2 separate regions of the Zea mays genome follow, and region 2 is linked to region 1. Evidence: chromatin contacts called from public Hi-C data. All regions are on one chromosome and are shown on one strand. Each heading gives the region's core, a stretch centred on a gene start, on an enhancer-like site or on the middle of the called end of the contact. The rest is flanking DNA. Distances are from core to core; before and after follow the strand shown.

What was found. A called contact is a pair of places that touch in the nucleus more often than the background predicts.
Region 2: a Hi-C map of endosperm shows a contact between it and region 1, with 2.4 times the contacts expected there. The contact joins the promoter of LOC100281087 here to the promoter of LOC100384786 in region 1. A contact is called at or near these places in 2 of 25 Hi-C or Micro-C datasets (endosperm and tassel).

What each region holds. Positions count from the first base shown.
Region 1 is chr5:197,921,359-197,924,662 of Zm-B73-REFERENCE-NAM-5.0, forward strand. It overlaps LOC100384786, which reads right to left and starts at 1,551. Exons shown (of 3, transcript NM_001177236.1): 1 at 809-1,551; 2 at 41-226. The coding sequence starts at 1,345.
Region 2 is chr5:198,232,948-198,236,251 of Zm-B73-REFERENCE-NAM-5.0, forward strand. LOC100281087 (dehydrin COR410) reads right to left here and starts at 1,489. Exons shown (of 2, transcript NM_001370707.1): 1 at 1,095-1,489; 2 at 48-965. The coding sequence starts at 1,388. The coding sequence ends at 387.

The sequences.
Region 1 (3,304 bases), core at 301-2,800:
GAGAGAGCGCAAGACTGCAGGTATGGTACTTGGTACGTACCTCTCCGGTGGCGACGGTGAGGTCGCCGTAGAAGAGGAGGAACGGCGTGGCCGTGACGTGCAGGCTGAAGAAGGTGCCGCGGTTGCGGAAGCGCAGCCGCACCGTCGCGTTGACCGACATCATCTTCGTAGGGACGCCCGTCCGGTCCGTGCCGCCCTGGATGTGGTACGACTCGAACACCACGCTCTGCAGTGGCAGCGAGTGGAGCCATCGTCATCAGCAGTGCAGCAAAACAAAAACACACAGAAACGGACGTGGTGAGCAAGCACATCGGCCGCGCTCTGTGCGCGCCGCCGCCCATAAATTGCAACAAATAATGTGTGCGGGTTTCGCGGCGGCCATCTGTTTTCTTGGCCGGACGCGCTTCCCAAGTTCCAAAACGTTTCGGTAGCCCAAATGCGTTCTTGGAAATCTGAAAAGCTATACATATTTCCCCTTTCTTGAATGGAATCGACTAAATGGAAGTACAGATTTCTCATGTGTAAAAAGGTATATTGCAGATTACACTGCAACCCTGGATTGAAGAACTGAACAGTACCGCTGCTGCTATACAGCCATAGGAAAAAAAGGATCAGTCTAAATTTGGAGCTCGTTTCGAAAATGAAGCCAAACCCGAGAACTTGAAGACGATGCGTTGTGCTTGTACCTACCCGCCAGACAGTTTTATGGTTTTCCCAGTGAACACAGAACAAACGAGGCAACATGGGCTGGCTACAGGAGACTAGGCTCAAGTGCCATAAGATCGAGGGGGGGTGACGAGGGGCGGACCTTGACGACGACGTGGGGCTTGTACGACCTGCTGGCGCCCCACAGCACGATCAGGAAGAAGGCGAACACGGCGACGAACGCGACCGCGCCGAGCGCGTAGCACCGCCACGGCGACTCCGCGAACGACCCGCCGCGCAGGGACGCGCCGTCGTCGTCCTCGTCCCCGACGCTGCCCGCGCCGCTGCCGTTCCCGAGCCGGCGCCAGGGGACGCTCACCACCGCGGCGACGTCGCCGCCGGAGCGGAGCTGGTCGGAGAAGAGGAGCCGCCCCGTCGAGGACTCCCGGGAGTGGTGCATGCCGCCCACGCCGACACCGGCGCCGCCGCTCGAGTGGTGGCGGTGGTGGTGGAAGTGGTAGTGGAGCGGCGACTCCGCCGGGGTGGTCCCCGCCACGCCGCCGGAGGCGCCCAGGTGGACGTCCGGGTGGGAGGCGGCGGGGCTGAGCACGTAGTAGGCCGGGCGGCCGCGCGGGGACCGCGGCGGCGTGGACGCCGCCAGGCTCGTCACGTCGGAGTCCGTCTTGGCGTGCCTGGCCATCTCTCTCTCTCGGGAGCCGCGGGGCGGAATGCGCGTGGGACTGGGACTGCGGCTGCGGGAGAGGGGCTGCCCGCTGGCGCAAGCGCAACGGGTGTTTGATGAAGGTTTGAAGGGAGTGGGCACGCGACGGGTGTGTGTGTGTGTGTTTTTTTTTTTGAGACGGTAGCGCGCGCGAGGTTTGCACCTGTGACTCTGAGATGTGAGCCTGTCAATGGCTCAATGCAGCTGCAGGACGGCCTGGGATGTTGATCACCGCCGCGCCACTCCGCCAGGTAGTGGTCGACCAAGCAGCGGTCATGCCCTGCCCAATTTGAGATTTGGAAATGCTCGTGTTACCAAAGCCAGCTGGGTTAATTACCATTCAAATTGATCTTGCGTGTTGAAAACCGATGTGCCATATTTTTCATTTTTTACTCCACATTTTCATCTTTGTTCAATTTGGCTCCCGATGTTGTGGTGGCCATCTTCGGCGATACAAAATAAAATTTGAAATAGGAAGTGAGATAAGTATTAGAATATGCGGGCTGTTGGAGATCGTAAGTGGTTTGGCTATAGATTCTTCTATGTATGGCCAGAATAAGCAACAGAGTGAGAGGTGGAAGTGAAAATGGCGGTGCCATAAGACGGGTTGCGTCACTGATACCATAGGTTACCAACAGATAATGTTGGTGGTATTAGCATTCATGAGAGTAACACCAGAGTTTGATCCAATACATCATATATACATAGATATATGAGTAGAGATAATGTATGGGCGAACGGTTAGTCTATCCTCAACTATCCTAGGCGAATGCTGACTCTATGCCTGCAAGTGATTGCGCAAAAGTTTAAAGCTTCCAGCAATATGTGCATTCAAATACGTATCATGACTGTGGAGGAGAGATACACTCGTAGATTTGTGTTTGGTCACGTCCGACCACTCATTTTGCGCAACTGGATCCATGATCCGCTGGAAGTGTGAACAGTACGAAACAATCATGTAAAATGCGCATCTATGGGCGTTGTCCGAGTTGTTGGGGTAGCCTTAGAGAGTCCTTATATCCCTTTTTTCTATTTGTATTTTACGGATATCTTAATTCTCCTTGATAATAATATCTATTAGAGACATATTTTAGTCTAGAGTTTTGTATGTATGTATTTGTCAAGCCTTCAAATATCTAATACACGTTTTAGTTTTTACTTAATTCGTCGTCTAGAGAATAAAAATGGATAAAGAAGAGTAAAGAGTCTCTATACGAAGAGGGTGAAAGAGTGTCATCTATACTTAGACGAGGCTTTATAGGACTGTTGGGGGTCTTTTTCGTCGAAGGTCCTTAAGTAAAAAACACCTTCGGCAAGACAATACAAAGGCAGGCGCGACATGAAGATACAACCCGAAGATAGCACGGATAGAAGCCGAAACTATTACTAAAGGAGCTTCGGCTCAGCATTATGGTGAAGACGAAGGACGATACCCACCCAAGGAGGAAAAGTCTATCTAGTCCTTAACAATTTGTATTATGATTATAATTGTGCGACAAGGACATAAATGTAATTTTGATCGGGCTGCGTCCCGTTCCTATAAATAGGTGAACAGTAACCCCATATTGTTCACGCTGTCTTGCAATCCCTCGCTCGTCATTTTCAGATTCTTACCTTCTGTCAAACCGAAGTATTAATGTAACTCAATATCATTAATGTTTATTCAGGATCACATAATGAGGATATTGATAATATAATGGTTTAATACAACTATTCATGTTTTTTATGTCTTATATGTTCTTGTTTTTATTCTTACATACTGAGATGATGAAGGTATGCCCTTCATAACCTTCATCTGGAGACCATTATATCCTAAGGGAGATAATGCTTCGAAAAACGAAGGTCTTTAATCATTAACATTTGTGTTGCTTTGTTCTTGATTCATAGCATTTGAGAACAAGTCCCCAAAATTGGCGCCCACCTCCGGTGAACTCACTT
Region 2 (3,304 bases), core at 239-2,738, 310 kb after region 1:
ATAGTGCAAAATAGAGATTACACGCTAACACGTTCGCGCGCTGGGCAGAAACCAAAGCAATTATTAACGCATCCAGGTAGCCCAGCCGAATTACAACGCGCAGCTGCTCATAATTCAACAAACCCAGTACACAACATCCAGACCGACCGTGACTTTTGACTTGGAACCAAAATAAAACCCGTACGTACCACGTCCTACACAAGCAGCAACACTCACTGCCAGTCACGCGATCCACCTTAAAAAGCACACGGACCTTGACCAGGCGATCCACCTTGAAACAAACTTTTGGTAAAAGCAAACCAGAACCGAACCCACATGCCAACGCTAGCTACCTTCTGATCGCCCAAGGCCCGGCCACGGCCAGGACACGCGCTGCGACTGCGACCTTAGGAGCTGGTCCTGTGCTCGCCGGCGGCGTCCGCCTTGTGGTCTGCTTCCTCAGCTGAGCTCTTGTGGTAGCCGGGTATCTTGTCCATGATCTTGCCCAGCAAGCCCTTCTTCTCCTTGCCATCCGGGCTGCTCACGTTCTCCGCCTGCGGCGCCGGCGCCGGCGCGTGGACGGGCGGAGCCGGTGCGGCAGCGGCAGCGGCTTCAGGCTTCTTGTTGTGGCCACCGGGGAGCTTCTCCTTGATCTTGTCCAGCAGGCCTTTCTTCTCCTCCTCCGGTGCATGCGGCGGGGTCCCGGTCTTCACGTCGTCCTGGACGACGACGCCGTGGTCGTGCTGGTGGACGTGCGGTGGAGGCGGCGGGGCCGGGGTCGGGACGACGTGCGGCCTGTGCGCTTCCTCCTGGTGGTGGGCATGCGTCTCCACGGGCGCGGGCGCCGGGGACGGTGCGGCCGTGTGGTGGCCGTCCTTGTGGCCCGGCAGCTTCTCCTTGAGCTTCTCCTTGAGGCCCATCTTCTTCTTCTTCCTCTTGATAATCTCGCCGTTCTCATCGATCGCCTCCTCTTCCTCGTCGCTCGACTGCATGCGCGCACGATCGTGGTCAGATAATCGTGACTCTCGATCGTGTCAAATATATAGACGTACTGCGTATAACAAGCCGTTTTACTGATCCGAATATCAGCAGACCATGTTTATATATGAACGTACCGAGCTGGAGCTGGAACTGGTGCGGTGCAGCTTGGCGAGAAGGCCCTCCTTCTTCTCGCCGACGACCTCGTGCTCCTCCTCCTTGTGCCCGTGCTTCTCGGGCTCGGACACCGTGACCTTCTCCATGCCGGTCGCCAGCTCATCCGTCTGCTTCTTCTTCTCCTGGTCGTCGTCGTGCTTCTTCCTGCCGAGAAGGCTGTCCAGGAGCCCCCTATCCTTCACGTCCACCTGATCGGCGGCGTCCTGCTGGGCCTCACCGCCCTGGTGCTGCTGGGTGTTCCTCTCATCCTCCATGGTCGCCGAAACAGAAGGCTTTGCGAACTAAACAACAGAACAGATCAGCAGGCTAGCTACTAGTAGTAGAACTCGCTATTGACTGGCTTCTTCAGTGCCTTTTGGCTTAATTAGGGATGGAGAGGTATCGAGCCCGGAGGCGTCCTTATATAGAGCATCAGCAAGCTAGGCCACCGAAAGGTGTCACGTTCGTTTTCGTGTACGCGTAGGCTACGCGACGCGAGGAGGGGACAGATCAGCCGCGGGCGGGAAACGGACTGTCGGTTGGCCGACGAGGACATGTCCTGGTGGCCAGTCGCGCCACGACGCGTGTCGCACCCCGCGCGTGGGGCGGCCCGGATCGGACGTGGGCATGTGGCGATGCCTCGAGGAGTCGAGGTGCGGTATCACTGGGGTGGACGTAGGGCTGACAATGGGCTATAATTTTTGCACTATAAGATTTAAGGATCGAAGCGGGTTAGGATCGGGCTTTATTTCTAGTCATTTTTAAACTATAATTTATTTAGGGCCTTGACATTTTGTGAAGAACTATTTGGATCACAATCCATTACCACCCCTAGGTGGACGGCGTCGGGAGAGGTCGGCGCCATGTGGGCAGGCCGGGTCGGCCGGCGTGGTTTCTGTTTTGCCTAGGACGTAAACGAAGGCAGAGTTAAAGTGAAAAATAACGCATATATATGAACCATTCACAGACGGTTAGAGATGAATCATTTATAAATAATATAAGAAATATTATTTATAAATATATATTTGTAAAAGTTATCTGCTGCTCTGCTCCACTCCCCCCATCCACCTGCAGCTCTGCCGCCCGCGCCGACCATCAGTTTCCAATAAACTACAGCTTGATTGGATGGCTCCCCGTATATGCGCAGACTGACACCGTTCTATTCAGTTAAATACGATAATTTTAAACGTATAGCTGGATATAGATTAATGGCATCAAAATAGTTTATTTTGTATCCACTTATACAGACTATGACTCCTACATACAAGTAACCAAACAATATCTCAAATAAAGTCAACGCATACGGTCGGTGATCCAATATGAGATTGTGCAAAATAATTTCATTAAGTACTTTGGTTTATATAAAAAAAGGTAAGCGTTTGTGTTCGCTTTGGATTCGTCAGACTTCAATTGGGGTACCCGGGCGTCATTCATACCCGGATGTTCTCACCTCTTTGGCTCTCTATCAGAAGATGTACTGTGCGTACAGTGTACACCTTGCGTTGCCAGATTTTGCAAGTTGCCGATGGGCGACGCGACGCGGGCACGAGAGTGATTGCGATGCACGGGGGTTGCATGACTCGGACGACAGGAGAGGTCTAGAAGCTTCGACGTTGACATGTGGGTCCGGGCACTGATCCGTCATGAGAAAACAAGTCCTCTGCAGTATGTCTGGGGTCTGGGGAAGTAGAACCGCGGCGGGGTCACTGCTCGCGGGCCCACGCTCGCCCCCACGCGCAGCGACTTCGGGTCATCGGGTGCTACGTCCTACGAAGTTACTGGCAGAGGATCTCGTCGCGGGGCGGCACTACCTAGCCAAAGCCCAAAGCCGGGCTGGGGCTGAGTCTGGGGATGGGGATGGGCTGATAAGTGGATTTGGCCCTACTGCAAACAAAGGCTAACTTCAATCTATTTCCCCTCTCAAATCCTCTATTTATACTTTCTATACATATTTAAATACCTCCTTCTTCCCTCTATTTCATCTCCTCTCCACTCATTGTCCTATGTTCAGCTCCTCCTATACACTTCAACAGAGTTATTTGGCTTTTATACTTCAAAAACTTCTAAAAAGTACTGGAATGTTTATAGTACTATAATGCACATTGTTATCAAATAATTAACTTTAAAAATAATTAATTTCACAATTAAAAACACTATGGAAAACATAGAGATTAGAGCTCCCCGTGTAGGT